Regions from separate parts of the Triticum aestivum genome. Here region 1 is linked to region 2. The links are chromatin contacts, called in public HiCAR-type maps. All regions are on one chromosome and are shown on one strand. The core of a region is the stretch at or near the end of the contact, and the rest is flanking DNA. Distances in the headings are between cores, read along the strand shown. Region 1 holds the start of LOC123061024. Region 2 holds the start of LOC123061020 (TLC domain-containing protein 5).

Evidence for each region. HiCAR-type assays count read pairs that join an accessible place to other places.
Region 1: a contact with region 2 is called in a HiCAR-type map of leaf, with 4 times the contacts expected there. The contact joins the promoter of LOC123061024 here to the promoter of LOC123061020 in region 2. A contact is called at or near these places in 2 of 5 Hi-C or Micro-C datasets (both in leaf) and 1 of 1 datasets of contacts at active chromatin or transcription factors (leaf).

What each region holds. Positions count from the first base shown.
Region 1 is chr3A:219,735,125-219,738,930 of IWGSC CS RefSeq v2.1, forward strand. It overlaps LOC123061024, which reads left to right and starts at 2,334. Exons shown (of 19, transcript XM_044483921.1): 1 at 2,334-2,868; 2 at 3,120-3,231. The coding sequence starts at 3,168.
Region 2 is chr3A:219,512,778-219,517,067 of IWGSC CS RefSeq v2.1, forward strand. LOC123061020 (TLC domain-containing protein 5) reads left to right here and starts at 1,393. Exons shown (of 5, transcript XM_044483910.1): 1 at 1,393-1,852; 2 at 3,417-3,557; 3 at 3,686-3,805; 4 at 3,920-4,015; 5 at 4,115-4,290. The coding sequence starts at 1,628. The coding sequence ends at 4,237.

The sequences.
Region 1 (3,806 bases), core at 1,084-3,583, 220 kb after region 2:
CATGGGCGGTAGTCTCCAATCCTGCACCGCCGGCGGTGAACCGGCGACCGCGCTCCCGCTCCCAGCCGCACTACGGCGATGGCTGCCATCCGAAGTCGCCGCCCAGCCTCCCCGCACATCCCTAGTGCCTCTCTGCCATTGTCGATGCGTCGTAACCGGCCCCGCCCCACCCGAGTAGGAGCCAGGGCTCGGCATTCCACTCTGTCCACTGCTAGACGAATCGACAGCACACCAGGTCGGCTCAACCACGCCGGCATAGTCCGTCACCGCATCCAAATGTATCAAGATCTTGTACTAAAGCAGTGTCGGCTCTCTCAATGGCGGCCTCTGCCCGGGCTCTGGCACGGCCAACCAACAAAGTGAGGGGATCGCCTCCGGGTCCGTCGTCCATGCCGTGAGCTTGAAAGACGAGAGGTCGGACCTGTTGCTTGTCTCCGGCGCCACCTCATCCACTAAGCATGACGAGCCCAACAGCTGCTCTGCCACCTCTCGCTCCAAGCATGGGGAGGGATGCCCTCCATCTCCAAATGGACCTTGAACCCCATCAACGCATGCACCGCTTGCTCTTGCCGATTCCATGGCCTGAAGTACAGACGGACCCCATGATGCTCATGGAAAGGCCACGCGCTCACCCTGCTCCAGTGCTCTGCCCTGCCAAACACGACCAGGAAATCTTATGGGTTGTAATTGATTACCGAGACCCACTCCCGATCCACCTCTAACAGCTCCTTGAGCGCATCCAGGACAAACTCTGGCGAAAGGTCTCTCCTTGCACCCCCGGCGTACGCTACCATGGCGAACTGCAGGCGCCGCTCCAAGTCCTCCATGGACTGCGAGCGACGCACCACACAAATGTCCGCCGGCTCCACCGCCTCCAGAGAAGGGTCAGAGCGCACCTCCAGATGTGGGATGAACAGGGCCGGCCAAACTGGCGTCGGCGGTAGACCCTGCCTCACCGACGACGGCGGCGGAGGGGGGGGGGGGGGGAAGCGGCGAGGCCGCCGTGGCGCGAAAGGTAGTCCCCCTCCTATCAGCTTCACGGCGCGCCGACTTGGCCGCCGTCTCGCGCCTCAGATCTTCCACGGCAGACGGACTCCGGGGGCGCTTGCAGTCGCGGAAGCCATGGCCCGGGAGCCCGCATCTGAAACAGGCGATGTCGTTGGTGCAGTCCTTGCGAAAGTGCCCCTCTAGAAGGCAGCGAAAGCACTTGTTCTCCATCTCCGAGGAAACCTCTCTGCGCGGCGGCAGTGAGGGACGCGCCGGCGGAGCGCGAGGCAGAGCCCTCGGCTCCACCTCCAACCCGACGCGACGCTTCTAGAGCGTCTTCTTCGAGGGCGGCGGCCTCACCCACGGCACGCCCCTCTGCCTGGACTCGCCATTGTCAACCGGATCCGGAGCGCCCCTCCCGCCCGACGCCTCCTAGTCGGAAGAGAGGCCAAGCCCCGACACCACTGGCCGCTCTCCGCTCCGGCGAAAGGAGGAGTTGATGGACTGCAGGCTCGCATCCATGGCGCTACGGGGAGGTGGGGGGGGGGGGGGGGGGAGGAAGGGTGGCCGCTGTGGCCGGAGTGGCGGACGACGGGAGGAAGGTGGCCGCCGCCGCCGGAGTGGCGAGCGGAGATTGGGGGGAAGCGCGGGGGGAAGCGCTCGCAGTCAGCGTCCTGCTCGATACGTGAAGCACAACTCGAGGGAGCTGGTTTAAAATTCTAAAATGCTTAACGTCGCATTCAACGCCATTTGTTTGCTGCTCAGACCAGCCCATGCCAGCATTGGCTGAGCGGTCGTCTCCACATAGGGCGTGTTTGGTTCCCTGGGTACGTTCAGACTGCATTGCACGGGGGATGCAGGCTGAATGTGGCCTGGTTGAGCCGATGCAAGAATGAACCAAGATTGGTGTTTGGTGAACCTGTACCACATAGCTGTACGAGGTGCAGATTCTTCTGAATGTCACTGAAATCAGAGAGAAACGGGGATCATTCGACGGCTCTAGACGGTGGGATCTCGCTTGCGGCGGCGCGAGGCAGCCTGACTCGGCGTGCGGTGGCAGGACCTGGTGTGGGGCGGCGCAAGATGACTGGATCCGGCGTGGACGACGAACGAGGACGGTGGCGGCAGCGCTTGACCAGGACGGTGGCGGCGGCGCTTGACCATGGACGGCGGCGACGACGCTTGATGGAGGCAAACGAGGCAGCGGCGCTTGACGACGACGGCGGGCGATGTGGAAGCGGAGCTCACCTCACCACGCGGCGCTTGATGGGGGGCCGGGCCGTCGCTTGACGAGATGCTCTGGCGGACGGCAGCGGCGCTTGGTCTGGACGCGAGACAGAGGGGAGAGGAAGAAAAGCCGACCACCGAGCCTGCACGCGAGAAACGCAAGGAACATGCGTTTCTGCTCAGCCTGGCTGTGAGGCCGTTTTTGCATCCATCGGGTCAGGCCCAGTTAATGCAGGGTGCCAAACATTCAGTATTTGCATGGCGGGTGCGAGCCAGATGCAATACGAGAAACCAAACACGCCCATAGTTCTTTCAGCCAGATCGTCTAAAAAAAAGGTTCTTTCAGCCAGATTTTGCTTTGCTCCAGCTACGGGCGCGATTCTAAAAGAAAAAAAGAAAAGAAAAGAAGCTACGGGCGTTACACTCACCACTCCACTCCACGCTCCTCGGTTCCCCCGCTGCGGAGAAGACAGATAGCAGCGCCGCCGACCTCGCTCCCCTCCCCGCCCCGCCCCGCCCCGCCGTTGGAGAAGCTGGGGGCTGCCGCGGCACCTCCAAGGCTTCCGCTCGCTCCCATCTCATCTGGAGTGGAGAGGGCTGGAGGGGATACATTCAGCTTCAGTCTGTGCCTCATCTCTTCCCCTTGCATTATTGGTAAGGAAAATGCCCTAACCCGCCTTGCTTGGATAAAGGATAGCACCCAGATGCCAGCGGATTTGCTTGGATTGTTCTACGATTGGGGTTTAGCGGCGGCACCACCATGTCCATTCCTTGCCCCCGCATGGGAGAATAGTATCAGGGGAACTTTATATGTTGCCTGCCCAAATCCCTTTGCCTTTGTTGATACGTCTGGTTAAATACAGAATTGGAGTACTAGTTACTGACATGCCATAAAATATTGACAGTGCCTTGCCATACATCATTTTTTCACTGCTGTTGAGACCTGAATAAGCATGCTGGTCAAATGGAGCACCTTCGCATCCTGCCCCCTCGATGCTTTTCGCCCGTTCATCATAGGTATTTTTCTCACCCTTGTGCTTCTAGAAGCACTGACAAGTAAGTTACTCCGCTGGTGGTGTGTTTTGATCATCAGAAAACCATCTTAGGATTTTATTGAGACAATTTCATAGTTATACTAGATAAGAGGTACTACTTTGATTTGGCGTAAAGTGTGAGGTCAGTTGGCGGCCAAACAAATATTGATGGATATTCACAGCTTTTGTCATCCTGTGCATCTGGTTCTGGCAAAAAAAAACCCCCAGTATTTCTTGAGTTAATACATTGTATCTGCTGTTCCGAGCAACTACTATTCAATGAAAAGCTTTCATGGATCAGTTGTCCACCCATTTAGTGATGAGCAAACTTACCAAGTTGCACATTGCTAGTATTATTTCTTATAGTAGGTTCTGTTACTATATCATGTGTCAATTCTTATTTGATAATTTATTTATAGCAGTGTATGTTAGTTTGATACTGTAATTGTTTACTGCCAGAATCCTCTGCTCTCTTATTTCCACATTCATACTGCCACAGAAATATGGTTCTTAAGTATACTATACTAGTGTATTAAAAAGGGCAACCTGGTGCATGTA
Region 2 (4,290 bases), core at 143-2,642:
AATTTCGTCCAAAGGCTATTATAGGTGCCGCGTCACCTCATTATTGGGCCAGACCCATGTAATTTCAAAATACTTGAGTATATAGGCTATTTTTAGAGTTCGTATGTGTGGTAAAGCAGAGTTAGGGTTGGTCTCGGATCCCTCCTCCAAGGGGTCACGAATTTTCCCCATATTCCTCCATATACATAGCCCTTAGGGCATTATTTAGACTTTTGGTTTTGTTTAGATTAAAGTTCACTATAGCTACAACTCGCGTACTTCGTTTATATTCAACGACCAGATAAGGACGTCACAGAACTCCACTTTCATCAATAAAGCTTTTCTTTTATATTCGCAATATCCATATTACAATCTCAGGTTCGTTTGCTCGCAGGAAATAGACCTTCGTGGTCAGATTGATCGTGCTTCGGCGTGGTCAATAACCCTCGGAAGTTGGTTTAGCGATTGCTAAGGCACGACGTCTCGCACGTTCGTAGTCGGATCGTCAAAGTCGACTCACACAGAAAACGATAGCTATCTCATCGAAACATCGAGACACCTTCGCCTCTATCACTATTTGGATTCAATTTTTGTTTATTTGTTCGTGTGGTTACAGGTTTGATCTTTTCGATCTACTACCTCCATCCTGGTTTATAAGTTCCCTTTGTAATTTGTGCCAAATTCTGACCATGGATTTAACTAATAAAATATCAATGTATGTCACGAAAAATTATATTGTTGCATTCGTATCTGAACATAGTTTTCAATTATATTATTTTTTGCGACATTATTAATATTTTGTTACTTAACTTTAAGATCAAACATTAGCATATAGAATACAAAAGGAACTAATAAATCAGGACGGGTGTAGTACTACTCTTTTCAACGTTGATGGTTGCTGCTCTGATGTGTTGGTCCTTTGGAGCCTTAACACAATGACTTTCTGACTGTCTATAATAATAAGGTTTGTCCGGCTCCGATAAAGGAGGATGGTTTATAGATCTGGCTGTAATTTTTATTATCTCTAGTGTTCTCTGTACTGTCATGATTGATGAATAGATCTTGAAAAAAAAACCTCCCATTATCGGTGTTATCCTATCTGAAGCTTTATTAATCAGCCGACCCGCGTGAGATTTTGCAAGATTCTTTCTAGGGCAGCAAGCGTCCAAAGGCAGACAAGTCTGGTACTACGATGTTGGTAATTGCTCCTGCTTTTTCGAAAAGGACCTCGGTACTACGTTTTTTAGGACCTCCGTACTATTAGTAATTACTTTTAGAAATTATTAGTAGTCCTACTCCTACTGTTTTCAGAAAGGACCAAGTCACTGCGGCCTGGAACTGGACGGATCCCGCATTAATTTCCCAACCATCCTCCTTGAAACCTCCATGATGGTTAATAATGAGGCGGCACACCAATACTCCGCCTATACTGCTGCACATGGCCAACCTCGTGCAGGCTGCGCCCTCTCTTCCCCCCTGCCTCCCACCCTCCTACAGCTAGCCGCACTACATCTTCCTTCGCAGACTGCCTACTCGGCCGGCGGCCATACTTCTCTAGTTTATACTACCCCGGATCCCCTTGCTTTGCGCGCGCTAGTAGGAGTACGCCGCCTGCCGCCATCTCCGTTAGACTAGTCGCCAGCGCCATATGGAGGACTACGGCGGCGTGGCGAGCCTGGTGGCGTCCGGGGTGGTGTTGTGGTCGACGGCGTTCCTGCTGCTGCGGGCGCTGCTCCCCAAGCGCTCCTACGACTTCTGCAACCGCGCGGTCTCCACCATGCACGCCGTCGCCGGCGTCGCCCTCGGCTGCCTCTCCGTGCAGGACTGGGCCTCCCCCGTCTCCCCCGTCGCCTCACCCTCCTCGCCAAGCCAGGTACGCACGCCACGCGCATTATTCGCTGCCTGCTTAACTAATTCTGTTGCTGGTAGTTAGCGCCGTCCTCCCACTCGTCCGACTGTCCGAGTATATATATGATTTGTTAAGCTCAATACGCCGCTTAGTCAAAAAAATGTTGGTCGGGCTGAGAATGTTGACGGATTAGTGATGTCTGTGTGGTGTATAGATTTAAATTCAAAGGCACAAACCGTTGACGCATTATATAACCTTTCATTACAAAGGGAACTTCTAGCAATCCTACCTAGTTCATGTGCAACCACATTCGACTTTATGGGGCAATTCGTCTCATAATATAAAAATGTGTTTGACACCGTGTGTCAAAAATGTTTTTATATTATAAAATGAAGGAAGTACTTAAAAATAGGGCCCGCTCACTCTCTCTGATTTCATTAACCTAAAAACTTTTTCATTTGAAAGTGATATATTACATAAGGTTATGGTCTGCATTTATGTTCTGGGACAAAGTTATGTCGTCATGAATTTTTTAGATCAGATTTAGGTCTTAGGGCATCTCCAACCATATCCTAAATCGGATTATCTATCCATCCATGGACACGAATATAGGAGTCGGTCATTTGCAGGAATATAGGGCACGTCGGTCTGGATGTTTGCGAGAATTATAGGAAACGGTGTCGGTGATGCCCTGGCATCCTTCGGACACCCTATCATGAAAAAAAAAATCCTTTGAACCATATCATGAAAGAAAAACAAATATATAAACCATTTAGTACTCATATAAGGAGTATATCTAAATATTAGGCCCACCATTTGGTGAAATCTGTATCACTCATTGCGCCTACTTCTAGCGCATGTCCTCCATTCGTTTCAGTTTACATTACATTGTGCATTATAGTACTATCTTTTTTAGTTTTTACGTTGCGTGTACTAGACGCTTGATTAGGTCCTGAGTTTTACTCCGTCCACACGTATAGAAGGTTACTCTCCGAATCTCTGAAATCCAAAGACACAAGGACAAGGTCAGGACCGTGCACTGCATCTGCATGCAGAAGTTAATTCACAGAGTAAATGCCATGTATATGTCAGACTTAATTACTCTATCCACTGAAATTTGAACGTGTAGTCATAGTCATGAAGTACGTGCAGACAAATATAAAAAAAGGAAATGCTATCCGGCTGACCTTTGCTGGAAAAGGGATGGCAAACAAATTTAGTTGCAACGCGAGATGAAACTATGAAAGTTTATGCTCGTGTTTCCTCAAAAATTCCTTCGTGTTGTTGTGAAGAACGTGTCAACCTTAAATAACTAAAACTGTCATCAAAATGTTCGTAAATGTCACATTCTCGCAGCGAACGCTCGTGAGATAAGAGGGTTCTAGAAGCAAGTACTATGCTACGCATTACAGCTAGCTAGCCCATGCACATGCGGTACAATTACAACCACGACCGTATACATACCACGTACTCCGTCCAGCGAACAGAACACTCGAGTAAAATTTTCATTTCTGCTCCCCGTGAATGAGAAATAGAATCCCAGTGATTAGTGCTTAATCGATTAATAACTGCATGTGCCGATTGTCAGATGAGGGCGCTGGCGGTGACGCTGTCCTACATGATCTACGACGGGGCGTGCTGCCACCTGAGCGGCGACGCGCGGCTGGACAACGCCTTGCACCACCTCATCAGCATCGTCGGCCTCGCCGCCGGCCTCGCCTACCAGAGGGTACCACCTTAACTTGAGTATTTCTTCTTCTTCTTCTCTATCGTCTAGCCCTGTGTTCGGTGTATGTCCGTGGGTGGCTAATCTGATGAACGGAGCGGTTAATCTTGGGCGGCGTACGTGGCGTGCAGTGTGGGACGGAGCTGGTGGCGTGCCTGCTCGTCACGGAGATATCCAGCCCGCTGCTGCACCTCAGGGAGATGCTCAAGGAGCTCGGCGTCAAGGACACGGACCTCAACCTCCTCGTCGACGTACGTATAGATATACAGTAGCACCTCATGATCCTGTTCCCCCTCCCTCTGCCCCTCTCTCTCTGGCGGTGAAGTAATTACGTACTGCTTTCTGGCCCATGCATGGGTACGTAGATCCTGTTCGCGGTGACCTTCTCGGTGGCACGGATGGTTTGCGGGACGTACGTCACCTACCGCACTGTCACGGCTGACAACCCCATCCTCATCAAGGTACGTACGTACGTCGTACAACCTTCCAATCCGGCCCAACCATTTCCATTTCTTGATGCATATGTACTTATTTCCATTTACTAATTCAATTATCTGAAGGCGATGGCGACGAGCTTGCTGCTGGTGAGCGCCTACTGGTTCTTGAGGATCCTCAGGATGGTCAGGCACAAGATTGGGAAGAAGAGGCTGGCGTCCAAAGCCGCCGGCAAGGAATCTATGTGATGCCACAAGTGGTGTCTCGCCGCAATTATTGTTGAAAATGCACGTTATGTAGT